Regions from separate parts of the Anas platyrhynchos genome. Here region 2 is linked to region 1. The links are chromatin contacts, called in public Hi-C maps. All regions are on one chromosome and are shown on one strand. The core of a region is the stretch at or near the end of the contact, and the rest is flanking DNA. Distances in the headings are between cores, read along the strand shown. Region 1 overlaps LOC119713715. Region 2 holds the start of SIK2 (salt inducible kinase 2).

Evidence for each region. A called contact is a pair of places that touch in the nucleus more often than the background predicts.
Region 2: a contact with region 1 is called in a Hi-C map of liver, with 7 times the contacts expected there. The contact joins the promoter of SIK2 here to the enhancer-like site in region 1. A contact is called at or near these places in 6 of 8 Hi-C or Micro-C datasets (F5 follicle, liver, skeletal muscle and 2 more).

Annotation. Positions count from the first base shown.
Region 1 is chr25:6,004,848-6,008,576 of IASCAAS_PekinDuck_T2T, forward strand. The region is part of intron 33 of LOC119713715; the gene reads left to right. Among named protein-coding and RNA genes, the nearest start is that of SIK2, 65 kb to the right of the region's middle. Within about 2 kb of position 1,739, at least 1 of the 8 cell types and tissues checked has an H3K27ac peak or open chromatin away from gene starts, as enhancers often do.
Region 2 is chr25:6,069,553-6,073,333 of IASCAAS_PekinDuck_T2T, forward strand. It overlaps SIK2 (salt inducible kinase 2), which reads right to left and starts at 1,964. Exons shown (of 14, transcript XM_027444227.3): 1 at 1,719-1,964. The coding sequence starts at 1,889. It overlaps LOC119713715, which reads left to right. Exons shown (of 40, transcript XM_072027742.1): 40 at 3,743-3,781.

The sequences.
Region 1 (3,729 bases), core at 489-2,988:
GAGGATATTTGGTTCCAGAGCAGGCTGTGTCCCCTCTGAGGGATATTGAAGGGACAGGAACAAAATTTGGCACCTGCAACAGTGACAATCAGCTTCAAATGCTAATTGCCCTTCTTGCCCCTTACTTTCTTGCCTTGTCTCTAGTGAACCTGGTGCTTCTTTGCTGAGGCCCAGCTGGTAAAAGCTCTTTCCTTTTTCCCTGGACTAAGTTCAGAAGTAAGGACCGGCTTGGTATTCGAGCCTAGCTCACATCCCACAGGAGGTATCGACCTGTAGGTTGTGCGTTTGTTTTGTTGCACTGCAACCTGGGCTCTGCTCGGTGCTGCTGCGTGCAAGAAACCAAAGGTGGAAGCATCAGGGACAGCCATCAGTGTCCTCAGCTTCTCACCTTGCTTCAGGACAGGCTGTGTGGTTGGCTTTCCCTGGGAGGAGACTTTGGAGCTTGTTTTCCACAGCCCACCCTGCCCCTGCTTCCCAGGAACATGCTCAGGGGACATTCAGGAGCTTTCCAGCAGCTTTATGCAACGCCGTCTGAATCACACGATAAGCAAGTTCAAACCCTATTATTAGACTTTGGAAAATGCTGCCTTAGAGACAGGTTTGCTTATAAATACCCATTATTTTCTCACCGGCTCTTTGCTAGGGAAGCTGGCAAGAAAAAGGAGAGCTTGGCTTCTCCGGAGTCTGCCTGCCCCTGCTGTTGTTGCTCCTTCCTACCTGAGCTCGTCCTCCTCCCTGTTCCAGCCTCCCAGGCTCTGTCTGTGCTGAGGGGAGCTCGTACCCCAAAGTGGGATCCAAGCTGGGTTTCAGGGCTGTGCGGCAGGGCTGGGTTTGCTGGTGGGATGCTCAGGTCACGTTGCTAGGGGTGCAGGAGGGCTCGTGGCTGGAGCTGGCTCCTTCCCTCTGCATTCTTGGGCTCGTCTCCCTCGGGTCAGTGCTTCAGGACTGAAATCTGCCATCGGTGGAGAAGTTTGGAGCATGTGTGTGAGTGTGGGAGATGGAGGTGCTGTGAATGGGCAGGGAGTGAGGAAATTCTTGATGCTGCCACACCGTGTCGAGAGCTTTCCTGCTCAGGGACTGCCGATCATCCCTTTACTTCCTTGCACAAGAGATGCGAAGCAGACCCAGGGCCTTCTGGCAAAGCGAGGCTCTCTATTCCTACAGCAACCCAGGAAACTGTCCTGCCTAATTGGGATTATTTCTGGATCACAGTTTCCCTGGAGAGTTTACGCACATTGACAGGCAATCCGTGTCGGTAAGGAAAATGAATGATTAATTGCTTCCTTTCAGTTAGGCTCCCTGTCCTCTATCTTGTAGAATTTGCTGACGAACTCATTCTTTCTGGTGGTCCAAAACAAACATTTAGCCTTTTACAGGGCTGCTGCAGGATCCAAGGCTGTCCTGGTCTTTCCCAGCAAGAGCAGGCCTGGAGGTGGGAGCCCCTGGGCAGGAAGAAGTACAGTCCTCATCCACTTTTGGGGCCATTTCTTGGGGTGCTGTAGGCAGGGATGTGGGCAATCGGATTTCTACATTGTGTGAGAACGGGGAGAGCAAGGCAGAGCTGCTAGCTGGAGGGCTTTTCATTTATTTACTTCTTTTTTCTTTTCTTTTTTTTTTTTTTTTGACATCATGGAAACTCCCTGGGATTTTGGCCACAGCCTATATTTCATAGTACTTGGGCAGGGAGGTATTTTCTTCTGAACACAGGCAAAGAAAAGAAGACAAGGTGTGTGCCAGTGGGCTGAGCGTTAATAGGGCTGCCTCTTAAATGTCAGCTGTGGTCTGACATGCCTGCTGCATGTATGATTTACGGGAATAGCAGCATGTGTGTGTCTGAGCTTTCAGTGTCAGAGCAGCTCTGATGTCTGTGAGAGTGGGATGGCACTGGAGCTGTGTTACAACCCCAAAAAGCCACCTTTTTACTCTGTTTCTCTGACAGTCACCCCATAGGGCACTCCAGTTACACCAGTAAAAGGCTGTGCATTTCAGTGTAGCTTGCTGGTGGGCTCACAGATGCGTTTCTGTGGGCTTTGTACCTAGCAGAGGGCTGATGAAAATCGCTGATGTGTGTTTGTGCTTGGTCTTCACACCCCAAATAGCTTTGGGCAGTTCTCCATCAGCTGGCTGAGATGGTGGTGGTGCTCGGGCAGTAACTACTGCTGTGGGAAGCTGGTGCAGGCAAAAACGGAGTGGTTGAACCTCCTGAAGCAAGGAACTCCTTGCAGAAGAAGGCAGACCAGTGGCCAGCATCTTGCTGGAGGAGCTGGGTTCAGCTCAGCTGGGGCACTTGCAGCTTCTGGCCATCTGCTCAAATCCTGCAGCCACCCTTGCTGGCTGGGGCAGCGAGGTGTGCAGGGAACCCAGCCCTCTTAACCCTGATGAATTGCATGAATGTTTTACCCTTTAGAAGTTGCAGACAGTCTTTGGGATGCTTTTGGTCATGAGCAGAGCCCTTGAGCAGCTCAGACCTCCAGCAGCACCTTCCAAAAATGTGCATTACAAAAGGCCTTGCAGCATTTAGTCAGCCCGCTGTGCCTGCTGGCTTGTGAGGGCACCTCCTCTGTGCCAGATCCGCCTCCAGCAACAGGGAGAATGCACCGACATTTCCCAGTCAACCAGTCAATATTTGTTCTTCCACACAAGCTGTTAAAACGCTGCTGCTCTCTTGTTTTGGTGTTTGTTTCTCCTGTCTTGCTGGAATACTGCCCCAGAGTCTCCCACGTTGGCAGCCTGTTCGTGTAGCAGTGACACGTGGGCGTTCGTGGGAGGCGAGGCTGGGGGAGCTCCCAGCGGCTGCCAGGTCACGTTGTCATTTTCCGTCGTGTAAGGAGAGTGTCTCAGCCCATCTGCTTCAAGAAAGGCTGGAGTTTGGGAAGAGAAAGCCACAGGAGCATTTATTCAGCCCTAAGGTGAAGTCTTGGTTCCAGTAAGATTCATGCGAAGACTCCTCGTGTCTCTCATGAGTTTCTTTGCACCCTGTGTTCCCAGGATAAGGGCATCCCAGCCTCCTGGGGCCATCATCACCTCCCCAGGTTCCCGTCTGCCTTTCTGTGCTCCATCCCTGCGTCCTACGCCTGCAGTCCTGGTGTTCCCTGTGCCTCCAGGGAAGCACCCTATAACAGTAAGTGGACGTGCAAGAAAAAGTGAGACGGCATCTGGAGAAAACGTGGGTTCAGCCGGCGTCAGGGGCACCCGGCAGCCCAGTAACCTCTGCCCTTTGGTTCCAGGGATGCTGGAATGTGAGCGGCTCGCACCCCAGGGCGCAGTTTGCTGAGACAGAAGGGTCAGGGTGGATCAGGACCGGGCAGCTCGGCACGTGTACAACGGGGGCACTTCTGGCTGCGTTGCTCTGTCCTCTGCATGTGCTGGGCTCTGGTGAGGACAATCCATGCCTGCATTACGTACTTGCAGCATAAAGGCATCAATGATGCTCTCTAGCAATAGCTTTTGGGGAATCCTGATAGAAAACCTTGCCCAAAGCCCAGTCCTCATTGATTTTGTGTGTGCATCACTTGGATACAGCTTGCATGTAACGTAAGCTGGAGCTTTGCCACTGCAAGTCCTTGGCCTAGCAGTCCTCTCTCTTTATTTTCAATTATTTCAGTTTCCTCATTATTACAATTTCCTATAATACCAAGCTTTTTTTTTTTTTTAAAGAAGGATGACTTTTGCTGCCATACCTCTCTGTACACTTGCTGTTGCTTTTCTGGTTCTCTAACAAGAAGCCCA
Region 2 (3,781 bases), core at 714-3,213, 65 kb after region 1:
TTACACACTGCCTAAATTATGACCTTTCAAGATAGTAAATGCCATCTTTTCTTTTAATCTGACAGTTACTAGCTAGTCACAGTTATGTAAAAAAACAAGCAAATATATTTTCATATGTCAAAACCACCTAAAACACGGTTTCCAAGTACCCACAGTAAAAGGGCCAAACAACAAACAGGCTTGGGATTCGGGCACTTCAAACAGGAACATTCAGGAGGACCTCAGACAGTGGAAGAGCTTCTTTTAAGGACTTTCTGAGCAGGTCTCAGAGCAGCACACTGCAGATCTTCCTGCAGTACGGACCTGAGGGTGAGTTCATGCCAGAACCTAAGCAGCTGCATATTATTCTACTGGAACTTTAATAGAGGCTGTTCTACTCTGCACACAGATGAACTGAAAAGTTAGCAACTCAAGAAACATAAACTACAGCTTAGAACAAGCCTGGAATAGGAACAGTCTTCCACCAAAAACAGCATTAGCAGGATTTGTACTTTCCTACGTGTGCAGTCAGCTAACACTAAATTAAGTGAGGTTGGCCCAACCTTGAAGCACTTATTTGAAGTAGTTCTTGGCTGGAATAAGTTTCCCCTGACATCACCAGAAGTGCTCTTGATAGGGTTCCTCTTCCTCAAAGACCGTGTGAATACTTCCAGCAACTACCTCGGCTAAGCTCCAGGCAACGCGCTTGCACCTCCGGCTGCAGAAAGTCAACGAAGCTGTACTGAGGAATGGAAGACCTGGATGCAGACCCCTAACACGGGCAAACCTGCTGTGAAAATGGTGCAGAAAAAGCTGCAGACCAGAGCCTTGGCTCCTCAATAAGGGAAAGCTGGTTGACAACACTCAAGCTCGCACTGATCAGGATGCACGGGAATTCAGCGGTCTGTTAAGGTGCAGGTGGGGAAGCCAAGCTGGACTGGGGAGCTGTTAATCGCCAACAAGCAGATGTTCTAAAACGACAACTCAGACTCGGGATTGAAGTTTCTATGCCCATCGCACAGCCTGCCCGGGGGCCGCAGAGTAAACAGCCACCCCCAGCCTGCAAGCCAAGCCCTTGGAAGTTGGGCATGTGGCAGCCAACTCGGCACGGAGCGCCCCAACGCCGCCAGGTCTTTGCTCAACTCCCGAGGAAGGATTTAGGGGCGATTACCGCGGCGTTGGGCAAGCGGAGGAACGAGAAACTCAATATTTGGGATGCGAGGCTCGGCCGCCGCGGCAGGGCGAGAACAACGTGTTTGTTTTTGTTAGAAGTCCAAACCAGGGGCGTTTTTTTATCGCTGCGAGGAGTGAGCTTACCACCTCAGCGCCCGGTAACCGGCTCCTTGCGGGTGTTTTCCCATTACTGACCTCAAAAAAACGGGATTTGGGGGTTTTGTTTGCTCCCCAACCCCTTCCCCCCGGTGCAGGGCACTGCGGGCAGCCCTTCCCAGCACAGCACCGGGGCCGGGGGGCGACCCCAGCCGCTGCCTCGCCTGTCCCCCCCCGGGCTCCGGGGGTCGCACAACGGCACCGGAGGGGACCGAGCCCCACGGGGGGCACCGAGCCCGGGGGGCACCGAGCCCGGGACCACCCGGAGCCCCCTCCCCAGGCCGCGGGGCTGCAGGCCGCGGGGGATACGGCTGCGACCCGTCCCCGTGGGGCACCGTGAGGGGACCGGGACCACCGGGGGGGACACCGAGAGGGGCACCGGGGGGACACCGGGGGGGGTCTCCGCTCACCTCGCTGCGCGTGATGCGGTGCCTCGCCAGCTTGACCACGGCGAAGTTGCCTTTGCCCAGCGTGCCCTCGATGTCGTAGAAGCCCACTCGGACTGCCCCGGCCCCGGCCCCGGCCCCGCGGGGCAGCGGCAGCAGCGCAGGGGGCGGCCGCCGGGGCTCGGCCATCACCATGCTGGGAGCGGCGGCGGCGGCGGCTCCGGCCCGGCTCCGGCTGCGGCCCCGCGGCCCCGCCCCGCCCGGGCCCGCCCCCCTCAACCCCCGGCCCCGCTCCCGCCCCTCTCGTCACGGCCCGCGTCAGCCCGGGCGCGGCGTCGCCGTGGCAACCGGGGCCAAAATGGCGCCGGGGGGGGGAACAGGAGGGGATAAGGGGGAATGGGGGAATTTGGCCTCATGTGGGGGCCCTCCTGCAACGTGCCTCGCCGTGGTATCGCTGCTGTGTGAAAGCACCGTGGGGTTGCCGCCCCGCTCAGCCCCCACATGAAGCCCTGGTGGGGACTGAGGGGGGTTAGTCAGCCATCCACCCTTCCTGGTGGTGATGGATGGGGACGTGAGCAAGCTCCCCGTAATCAAGCTCCCCGTAATCAAGCTCCCCGTAATCCTGCGTGCACCAAGCATTATGCAAGCCCGGGCTGCTGCTTGTGAAACTTCTCTCCTGCTCACCTACCTGACAACGCCTCGTGGCGGTTCCAGAAACCCCAGCCACCAGCCACTCAGTCATGCTAGCACCATGAAGCTCACGATGCTAAAAGTAGCTTTTTTATTCTAAATCTCTACATCGTGCTGCTCTGTACCACCGAAAGAAGGACAAAATATTGCCTGGTTCCTGTTCGCACTCACATATCTATACAAAATCTTACTAGTCAAAAGTTAACTTTATTGCCGCCCGCTCTAATCCATGTAAAACTTGACAACGTTGGCCCAATATCAATTATAAAATATTTTTCATTTGCAACAGAAAACTTTGTTTGCAGAAACTTTCTCATGCCACACAGCGTAATGTCATTTCTGGCCCAAAAAGTCGGGTTGCAAAAGCGTTTCTTCATGCTGCTGCTGGAGGAACGGCAGTCACAAAACCACTCTTTGTCCAGAGCCACTAATGGCTTTTGCTGTGCTTCAAAGAAGGTAATTCAAGTGCTCCTCGGAACAAAATATTTTTTTTCTTGGACAAAATAAGAGGAGCACGTCCAGGCAATTTTCAACAGCCGACTGACAGCAACTGTTAAGCACATTTGCCCTCTAGTGGCTGCTGCTTCTGCCACATAACACTGCAGCTACGGTGCTCTGCTAATACCAGATGTCAAAGATCAGAAAATTACCTTTTCCTCACCCAGGTATCGCATTAGAACAAAAGCACTGCAGATGGATAAGTGAAGGAACGCACACTTCACTGCCCAGTAACATTTTATAGTATGAGGGGAAACAAAACGATAAAGGTTTGAGATAAATCTCCAGGGTGGATTAGGCACATAACCCAACACTACCCTTCAAAGTTAAGTTTAAATTCTCTTAGCTGGTTTATCCTTGGTGTGATTTTAGGAGTGGATTTCAGCAGTGTGAATGGGAGTTTAATAGAACAGATTTCAACAGAGAAGCAGTTTCTTTGTATATCCTACTAAGGCTGTTTCATGGGAGATTTTCCTTTTATCAGGATTGAAGTTGTAAATGCAACTCACATTCTTGCAGACCCAACACTAGCAAGCACTCAATGCCAAAGAAATGATACCACCTATCTGTATTTCTACAGGCAGATGCTTTTAATTTCTGGTTTTCCTTTGTGCACAAGGTTACGTGCCTAACAGAGGTTAGAGTGGCCTGTGGTATACGGAAACAAAGCCAGGTTAAGAACCAGCACTGCCATCAATAACTAAAGTGGTGGATTAGATGCATGCATTCTTACTTTCTCCTAATTCCAGTTCAGTCACTGGGTGGCATCACTTCTGGCAGAGTCTGTAACCTTGGGCCACCTTTCCGATCTGTAAAATGGGGATAAGACACAACACTAAAGTAATCCATTTTCTCCCTAGGGCCAAACTGGTACAAGACATCGTTCATCAGCAATGAAA